Linked DNA regions of Anas platyrhynchos: region 1 is linked to region 2. Evidence: chromatin contacts called from public Hi-C data. All regions are on one chromosome and are shown on one strand. Each heading gives the region's core, a stretch centred on a gene start, on an enhancer-like site or on the middle of the called end of the contact. The rest is flanking DNA. Distances are from core to core; before and after follow the strand shown. Region 1 overlaps TG (thyroglobulin). Region 2 overlaps CCN4 (cellular communication network factor 4).

The links. Hi-C and Micro-C count contacts between places; a contact is called where the count stands out from the background.
Region 1: a contact with region 2 is called in a Hi-C map of subcutaneous adipose tissue, with 1.9 times the contacts expected there. The contact joins two enhancer-like sites. A contact is called at or near these places in 3 of 8 Hi-C or Micro-C datasets (F1 follicle, skeletal muscle and subcutaneous adipose tissue).

The regions. Positions count from the first base shown.
Region 1 is chr2:8,196,925-8,201,827 of IASCAAS_PekinDuck_T2T, reverse strand. It overlaps TG (thyroglobulin), which reads left to right. Exons shown (of 48, transcript XM_072034290.1): 6 at 667-773; 7 at 2,265-2,408; 8 at 4,061-4,246. Among named protein-coding and RNA genes, the nearest start is that of TG, 11 kb to the left of the region's middle. Within about 2 kb of position 3,272, at least 1 of the 8 cell types and tissues checked has an H3K27ac peak or open chromatin away from gene starts, as enhancers often do.
Region 2 is chr2:8,007,617-8,012,305 of IASCAAS_PekinDuck_T2T, reverse strand. The region is part of intron 1 of CCN4 (cellular communication network factor 4); the gene reads left to right. Among named protein-coding and RNA genes, the nearest start is that of CCN4, 6.2 kb to the left of the region's middle. Within about 2 kb of position 2,380, at least 2 of the 8 cell types and tissues checked have an H3K27ac peak or open chromatin away from gene starts, as enhancers often do.

The sequences.
Region 1 (4,903 bases), core at 2,023-4,522, 190 kb before region 2:
TAAATGATTGCTTTGCTAGAATCTGGCTGTTGTCACTCCCTAGAACATTACACTGGGAACTAGCAACTCTTTGATCTCCAGAAGTAGGAAGTCAGTCTTGGTTGTAATGTGTTTAAAAACCTTTTCTCTTTAATCCGTTGAGCCATGCTCTCTGAACGAAAAAGATTAGTGAGGTTTCTATCAGCTTTTGTGCTTAATTCAGTGCAAAAAGTATACATAGCGTGGCAGGGAGAGGAAGCAACCTGTTTGTTTAGGCACTCTGCCATCCTGTGCAGACTTGTGGAAGGAGTTAATGAACTGCTATTGTAATAACATTAGGCCAATGTGCCTCTATTTTACACTCTTTGGCAGGCTTTCAAGGGTAGGAGCAGAACTGAAAATGAATGTTAGAGACGGGGTATGTGCATAGGAAGGATCCAAAATCTGTCTGAAGGGAGATATTGCCCTGTATAGTTAAAAGGAACTCATGAGACCTGTTACCCTATGGAATAGCTGATTTGGGTCATGTCAGAGTCTGGCTGACTCTAGCAGACCGAAGGATTGCACAAAGGCTTTGTGCTGGGCAGACATCCTTGCCATACAAATCTGGGAGGGAAGCTCAAATGCTTTGTTGTTGTTGTCAATGGGCCTCCCTGAGCCTTTCACAGGAGGTTGTTTTTCTTCCAGGCTCCCGGCAGCTTTCCAAACCTTCAGCTCCTTGCGGGAGACATTCCCGGAGGTCTCTGGGTACTGCTACTGCTCGGACAGCCTGGGGAGAGAGCTAGCAGACACTGGTGAGTACCTCCCTGCACCTCACATGTCAACTTCAGCAGCTTTGAACTCCCAAGGAGAAGGACAGGTAAAAAGTGTCAGTGTTTAGCTTCGTTTGGGACTCCAGGTTTATTTCTGCAAGATGTAAGGGCACAGAGCAGCTGATGTGACCAGTGTATGGGAAAGGCTGGTGTGCTCTCATGACACTTGCTCACACAATGTGAACCCCACCCTTCGGAGCAGAGCTCCAGCAGGAGCCGCTGCCTAGGAACTAACCCTGTCCGTTTTGGAATGGTCAATAAGATTTTGGAATGTCCACCTTCTGTCCACCTTTGAAAGCTGAATCCTATTCAATGTCCAATCAGAAAATGCAGGGGAATATAAAGGACCTGGAGGCTGAGCTATTTTCTTCTTGCTTAGGTGGTCATCCTATTCTGGTGGTCCTCCTATTCTGTCGTAGCCTAAGGTTACCTTTCAGGCATGTTAATGGTTGATGGGACATTTTTGGGAAAGGAAAGGAAAGGAAAGGAAAGGAAAGGAAAGGAAAGGAAAGGAAAGGAAAGGAAAGGAAAGGAAAGGAAAGGAAAGGAAAGGAAAGGAAAGGAAAGGAAAGGAAAGGAAAGGAAAGGAAAGGAAAGGAAAGGAAAGGAAAGGAAAGGAAGGGAAGGGAAGGGAAGGGAAAGGAAAGGAAAGGAAAGGAAAGGAAAGGAAAGGAAAGGAAAGGAAAGGAAAGGAAAGGAAAGGAAAGGAAAGGAAAGGAAAGGAAAGGAAAGGAAAGGAAAGGAAAGGAAAGGAAAGGAAAGGAAAGGAAAGGAAAGGAAAGGAAAGGAAAGGAAAGGAAAGGAAAGGAAAGGAAAGGAAAGGAAAGGAAAGGAAAGGACTGTTTTTTTGTTCTTTTTTGTTGTTGCTCCCCAAAAAAGAGGAGGTAGAACACTTCCAGATCCTCTTCCTTAGATACTGCTGCTTAAAAAATAAAGCCAAAAATAAACAAAACAAAACAAAACAAACAAACAAACAAATAGCGTGGGAAAAATGCAGAGCATGATGGCTTAAAATTTACATGGTAGATGAGAACTTTTGTATTTAGTTCCTAAGAGAAATTCTCCAAAAATCTGTGTGCTCAGAGGAATGACTGCACTTTTCATTTACTTGTTATACAAACAAAATGGTTAGGAATTGGTCTTTGGAAACACTAGGCAGTGATATAATTGCACAGTATCAATGGCACTACTGCAAACTGAACCTAACGCAACCACAGCCCAGTGCTGGGTTACTGGATGCTCCTTCTGCTCATTTTGGTGCATGTCAAAGTGCAAAGCCAATGACAGGGGGCACTCAGCAGCAGGGTTTATGGTACAGGGCATTTGGGTTATGTGGTATAAGTTCACACTTGGGCCAGTTTAGAGGACTTGGTTTTCTTTTTCAAGGTAGGTTTCCAATTCCACTCCTCTGGTGCAAAGAAGATGACTTCTGTCTTAAAATCAGACTCTGGGCTAAAAGTCTCTCTTTCTCAGGCTTGGAGCTGCTGCTTGATGAAGTTTACGACACAATTTTCTCAGCACTGGAGCCTGCCCGCACGTTCACAGAGACCAGCATTTATCGGATCCTGCAGAGGAGGTTTCTGGGTGTGCAGCTGGCTACCTCTGGCCGGTTCAGATGTAAGTAGCACCCAGGTGATTCCCTGCAAATGGAATGATAATTTCAGATCTTTATGACAGCTGCTATTGTGGAGAGTTGTTTTAATAGTCTCCTGTACTAAAAGCTTATAATATCGCAGTTTTGGTGCAAGAATTAAGGTCCCTCCATTGCAGCTGACTTTTAGTCTTTGGGCTGTAGACTTTTAGCAGCAGAGTGTACCTATCCTCCGATGAAAACTTCCCATGCACTTGAGGTTTGTGTTAGTTGAAAGCCTGTGAATTCTCTCTATCTTTTGCTTTGAGATTCTGGAGATGGATCTGATGATTTATTGTATTAAAAGCCTGAGAAAATGCTCCCTAATTTCCGACAGTAGTCAGAAATAAGAAGGATCTTACATTGGCCACAGCCCATTCCATCCCCAGGAGACTATACAAGAGGTTGTAGTGCCTGAGCCAGCAAGGCTGAACTCCTGGATCTGCCCTTGGGTCTGTTCCCTCCCTGATGAGGGCAGGAAAATGGGATGTGTTTCTCAGCCTATGGGCAATGAACTCTGCAGGACAGTAGGTAAGGTGTTTCCTTCTCATACGCCAGAGATTAGGAGAATTGGCTAGGGAAGTTTGTTGTGATTCTTCATTCTCCTATCCAAACTCTGACGTTGGTATCTGACCCTTGCAGAGGAGCTACGTCACCAGAGATATTAAGCAGATACCAATGCAAGTCTTCCAGTCACACAGGTCACACAGTTTCTCTGTTTCTGGGAAGAGCTGATCGTTTTAGGGGGGTCTGGAAAGCATCTTTCCCTTCCCACTGCACAGTGCTGTGAAACAGGCTCTGACTGCAAATAGAGGCAGTGTCTGTCAGCAGAGATGAAGCTTTAACAGCCACAAGATGGAGACACGATCACGCTCCTTAGCCACTGGCAGTGACTGGGGTGAGTTACCCATCACCTGAAGCCATGCATGCTAGGTGCTAAGGGTTTCTGATGCAATGCTCTTGCTGCCCCCGTCTCTTGGCTGAATGAAGCTGGAATGCTGTGGAAGGTGAGAAAAATTTAGGCTGTGGGACTGTAGGTTATATAAACAGGGAAAACTTCTGTCACAAGGGTTGAATCTAATATGGGAGAAGTCATAGCTCAGAAAATTTGCATTGTGGAGTTTTAGATTCTTCATCAGTTCTGGCCAGTTTGACAGGAATGGGGTCTTATGTTCCTCGCTGAAGGATGCCAAAGAAATTTGTGGTCCCAGACCAAATCTCTGCAGCCAGATGTGGAGCCTTTTGCAGGAGCAACACCTCTTCTCACCAGAAACACTGTATCACATTTCTCTGTTGGTCACTTTTGCATTTCCATTAAGGACCAGAGCTCACCTAGCCGCTGGAACAGCTCATTGAGTCAGAAACTCTGTTTATCGCTACCCATGGCTACAGCTGAAAAATGAGTTTAGGTTTATTTTCTTTTCAGTTTTCAGAAACAAGTACCTACAGAAGAAAACCATGGGACCACTTCCCTTAGGTGAAAGAGGATGGAGAATTTTAACCTTGGGCTGGTGCTTGAAGTTTCAGGAAATTAAACCTTTTTTTTTTTTTTTTTCTTCCAGGTTTCTCAAAAATAGGCAAATGATGGGATCAAGTGGAGATGGCTCTGAAACTTTTCCCTCCTGTTTTTTTTTTCCAGGCCCCTCAAAATGTGAGGTTGAGCGATATGCAGCCGTGCGCTACCAGCATGCCTACGTGCCGTCCTGTGACCCTGATGGGGGCTACACACCAGTGCAGTGTCAGCAGGGAGGGCAGTGCTGGTGTGTGGACACCAAAGGGAGAGAGGTCCAGGGCACCAAGAGACGAGGACAGCCTCCAGCCTGCGGTATGTGTTAAGTAAAAGGGAAAAATGCTGGCAAATACCACTGCCTTGTACATTCATGTACACTTCCAGTTCAAGCCAGGTCCTTTCACCTTCCCTCTCCAAACCCTTCATCTGCCGTGGGAATTTTGTCTTTGGTAAACAAACAAATCCTAAAGGACCAGGATCCAAAAGCCTCTGTGGAGTTAAAAACCACATTTGAATAAAATATTAAATATAAAAAAAATAAATATTATATTAATTTCCTTTATAATCTGCCTTTAGCCTTTCAGTTTTTCAGGTGGTGAGGCTTTCCTTTGCAGCCATAATATTTATGTCTTGATTCCAGGAGCTGGGCATCAATTCACAATACCTGGGATAATGTAAGAAAGCTGGTGATGGAGTTTTGGGGTTTTTACCACCTTCTTCTGCTGAAATGCAGAAGAAGCCAAGCTTCAAAGATGTCCTCTCTCTCATCCTGAATGTTTTTTTCCCCTGCATTTCTTTCAGTGCATACTTGGTAGAAAACAATTCAGGGAAGGTGTCTGGGTTTGCACTTTGAGAGAGCTTTCATTAAGTAAACACCATCAGATCTGTGCCCCAAATGGAAATGACAGCAGAAATGTCAAAGGGCCAGAGGGGAGGAGGAAAGTTTAAAAACTTTGACTCCAAAGTGCACTA
Region 2 (4,689 bases), core at 1,131-3,630:
GCTAGAAGCTCCCATACAGTTCAGTACTAAATGCTCCAAACATTATTCTTATCTGCAAAAATCCTGTGGCCCTCCAAGAGAGGTGAGCTGGGGTTTGTCTGCAGAGTGCTTTGTAAAGGAAGGCTGCAGGATTGCAACACTGGTAATGGTGCATGGCTAATCTTAGGCAGCAGGGGTTCAAGGTTGATATTACTTTTACCTCTCACCTTCCCACCATTCCCTGTTGCTTAACAGAAGCTGCTTACCAAAATGAGTTTGGCTATGATTCTCCTTAGGATGGTCTCTATCCTTCACTTCCCTAAATTGTGGATGACAATTAAAATTACCCTGATTAGAGCAGCTGAAGAGCCATACAAGTGAGCATGCTGTGGCTCAAAGTTGCATCCCTGTGGATATGGCTGGGTGGGCTCTCCCAAAGCTGGTCTTTGATTCAGCAGACCCCCTCACAAATCCCCAGGCATAGCAAAATCATTACTATTTCTGAGGCAACATCTTGAAAGCAGCAATGGATGGTGCTTCAGATGGATCAAAGGTCCAGACCCAAATTATTTTTTAAGATACCCCCTATGTCTGCTTTTATGCATGTTTTTTATAACTTCTCCCATCAAGCCTCCGGGTTTGCTGTGACAGCCATCAGATGCCCGTGTGTGACAGTGTCTTTGCCAAAACTAACCAAAACAGAGAACCAGGGAAAGGGCCTAGCCTCCTTGCTCCCCTCTCACCAGTGCCACTGCCTGTTCGTGTCACATTGTGCAGGTCCTGTACATATTTCCCTCTGCAGCAGCCCTGCGAGTACTCCTCTAGCAGGGCTTCCCTGGGGAAAGCCATTTAATAAAGATAATAGATGTGGGGTTTAGCAAAATCATGCGATTTATATTATTGTGCTGTGTATCTGTCCTGTGAAAGAGTTGCACTTGTTTAGGTTCTTCTGCCTTCCCGAGGTCCAAGGTGCTGGGAAAAGGCACTGGCCAAAATTTCAGAAGTCTTCCACATCCACACGGAACATTTGATTTCTTTCTTCGGAAGCTCTGGCCTCCCATGTTGGGGAGCTAGGAGTTGCTTCAGCAACTTGCCAGTGCTCATCTTACTGAGAGCTGCTCTTTTTGGATGGCCTCAGTGTCCCAGCGGGGTCTTGAGCATTCCTGTCTGGACAGCCTTGGCTCTCATGTGTGAATGGAAATGAAGCTGTTTAAAAAAAAAAAAAAAAAAAGGCAAAGAAATAGTATTATGCATGTGAACATTGGCAGCAGTGACCTGGCAAAAGCTGAACAGCCACGGCTTCAGCTGAAGATACTTTAGGGTATCAAGCCTGTCAGTCGCTCAAACTGGGGACCAGAAAGCAAGATAACTTTTATTATTATTATTATTATTATTATTATTATTATTATTATTATTATTATTATTATTATTATTTTGTTTTGTTTTGTTTTGTTTTTAATTTGAGTTTATCACTAGGAGGGGAAAGTAGGCTTCCTGGATTAAGATGTCCTTCTAAATTACCCTTTTGTTTCTTCCAATATAACTCCATCATCATCAGTCTTAGGACACTTATGTTAAAACAGAATTTACTGTGTTTATTAAGTAAAAACTTTAACTGACAGCTATCAGTTTGATGGTGGTGGGCCCAAACAAACTCTACTCATTTATTTATCTTTCTGTGTTTATAAAGAGGTCATCCCTGGCTCCTTGGTCTGGACTCACAGCACCCAAATTTCCCCATCAGTGCCTCTTCCAAGCTTTGTCCTGCGCAGGAGCTGCTGCCTGCAGAGATGGGTTACTTTCACCTTCCCATTGCTCCATGTTGCCCAGGAGATCACAGAGATTTGATTTTACAGGTGTGTCCCTGGGTCAAGGGTCTTTGAGTCTGCTGCTTTAGCAGCTCTGTGCAGATGTTCTCCAGTGCTGCTCTGGGATTACGAGCTGTGGGTGAGGGTCCTCCTGCAATCTCATTGTCTCTCAGTTCTGGGAGGTACCTCTGTTGGTGCCTCTGTTACTCACTGCCTCTCTTATCCAGTGCATCCATACTGAGCACTTACTTTTTTCCCTTTTGGCTGTTGCTTATTCTGGAATCCTAGGTGGAGCTTCTGGAGTCCTCTTAATCCTTTGTACTTTCCAATATACTTCTGCTGGACTTTGATTTGTAATCCTTGCTTCTGGGCTAGGTGTGGGAAAGCAGAAGGGAGAAAAGGCACCCTCTCTGGGTGCCAACAGATGGCTCTGCTTTATGAGTAACTTCTTGTGGATGGAAAGTAAAGGAGAGCCTTTAGGCTGAAACAGCTGTGAAGAAGATAACATTTAAGCTAAGCTTTGCAGCACAACTTGAGCAATGAATTTCTAATACTTGGGCTGGTAATGCATTCCAGGACTGTGTGGTCATCTCTGTGTTCCTCTTCTCTTTCTCAATAGCTCCCACGTTGTTCTTCTGTTTTATTAGTCTGGGTCTGTCATTCTACTTAACCTAGAAAGCAAATGAGAGATGAGCAAGTTGGAAGGCCAAGTTTCATGAACTCCAGGATGGCTTGTAAGGAGCCCAAGAGGAAATTTGAGAAGTATTTTCAGAAGAAAATGTGGGCTCATGCATCGTCCACAGAGGGCTGTGAGTCAGAGGAGCATACCTGGGTCCTGACATTACTGGACATGTGTTCAGTTAGGACTTTGCTACCATGGATCAGTGCCAGCCCTACAAAAAGACCTTCTCCTAAGAGCTTGCCTTCTTGCATATTTGGAAGGAATTGTAAGAAAAAAAGAACAGCTTGTGCTTGTTGAATGGAGCAGCACTGCAAGGTAGCTTGGTCCAACATTTCATCAATGCTTGGATGAACAGAACTACAATACCTGTTCTGCATTGGTTGTTTTTACACCTTTTTCACAGAGATTAATCAAAATCCTTCTATTTAGTTTATCATCGCTGATATTTAAGGTGAATCTGTTCTTTCCATTCTGATCTTACTGAAATCACCTCCAGTGAAATGCTTCCAAGTGTATATGAAGCCTTGGTTGGATTATTCTCTCTCTAGCACACAATGCTGACTTGACTGAGTTATTAGTGTTAGATATAGAAACATGCAACTACTACATGGAGCACCTGCATATAACCGAAAGAGCATAGCAAAGTCAAGAATAGAAAACGAATTGTGTACAATACCTTAAACAAAACTTGCTGCTGTGCAACCCACATACATTTAACAACTTTGACCAAAACTGTTCTGGATGACATAGGGATTTTTTTCTGTTAGAAGGTAACAATTATTTGAGTTGTGTGTGCACAATATCACTTTCCCCTTTCGAGAACCTACAAATACAACTCAAACTTTAATTTCTGAGTTGTTTAAGAGTTTTGATTCCTTTCTCTGCTCTACCAGCTTTCCAGAGTACCTCCCTCCTTTTATTTCTTGTGTTTTCTTATTGAAGTTTTTCAAGGAACAACAGACAGCAAGAGAGGGTGATTGCTTCTTTCTCTTGATGAAGTTTCTTCATCTCCATAAACTTTTACTTGGCCTGTGATGGTGTCGTGGTTTAACCCGGCCGGCAGCTAAACACCACGCAGCCGTTCGCTCACCCTCCCCCCTCCCTCTCTGGGACGGGGGAGAGAAATGGAGAGTGAAGCCCGTGAGTTGAGATAAAGACAGTTTAATAAGACAGGAAAATAATAATAACAAAAATAATAATAACAATAATAATAATAATGATACAATGGTGATAATACGAAAGTAATAGTATGTACAAACAAGTGATGCACAATGCAATTGCTCACCACCCGCTGACCGATGCCCAGCCTAACCCCGAGCAGTCCGGCCCCCTCCCCCCAGCTAGCCACCCCTATATATTGTTTAGCATGACATCAGATGGTATGGAATACCCCTTTGGCTAGTTTGGGTCACCTGTCCTGGGTCTGTCCCCTCCCAGCTCTTACTGCACCCCCAGCCTGCCCGTTGGCAGGACAGAGCAAAAGGCTGAGATGTCCTTGGCTTAGTATAAGCACTGCTCTGCAACAATTAAAGCATCGGGGTGTTATCAGCACTCTTCTCATCCTAAGCCAAAACACAGCATTCCACCAGCTACTAGGAAGAAAATTAATTCTGTGCTAACTGAAACCAGGACAGATGGGGTAATCATAGTGAAAAGGAGGAAGCATGGTTTCACTGTAAACCTGTTTGGGGCCTTATGGGGACAACACTAAGCACTTGCATCAGTGACCTCTCTGAAGAGATCAGCCTTGCACTGGGCAGACACTCACAGAATCAGAGAATTGTAAAATTGTCTGATTTAGAAAAGACCTTTAAGATCACACTCTGCAAGAAAACTGCTGACTACCCCAAAAAGTGCAGCATTGTCTTAAAGTATCTCCTGATTGTGCTCTGAATACTTGTGTCATTGTCACTGCTAAATGGTGGTCTTAACATTCTCATATTTGTAGTGCTTTGTTTATTTTAATTTTATTTATTTATTTATTTTTAATATATGTTTGTGTTTTTGTTTTTTTTTTTTTGACTTGTGGATCCTCCCTTCTGGGTTTTGAAGTCCACCAAAACATTCCTGGATATGTGTGATAACCAAGGAGCCTAAATCTCACATTTATGATCACCAGATTTTATCTGCTGGGACAGAAGGAACCTTCTGTATTTGGGATGATAAGAAGGCAGAGGTATCAAAATCCATATGGGGAGAATAAAACTCTCTTCCAAATGG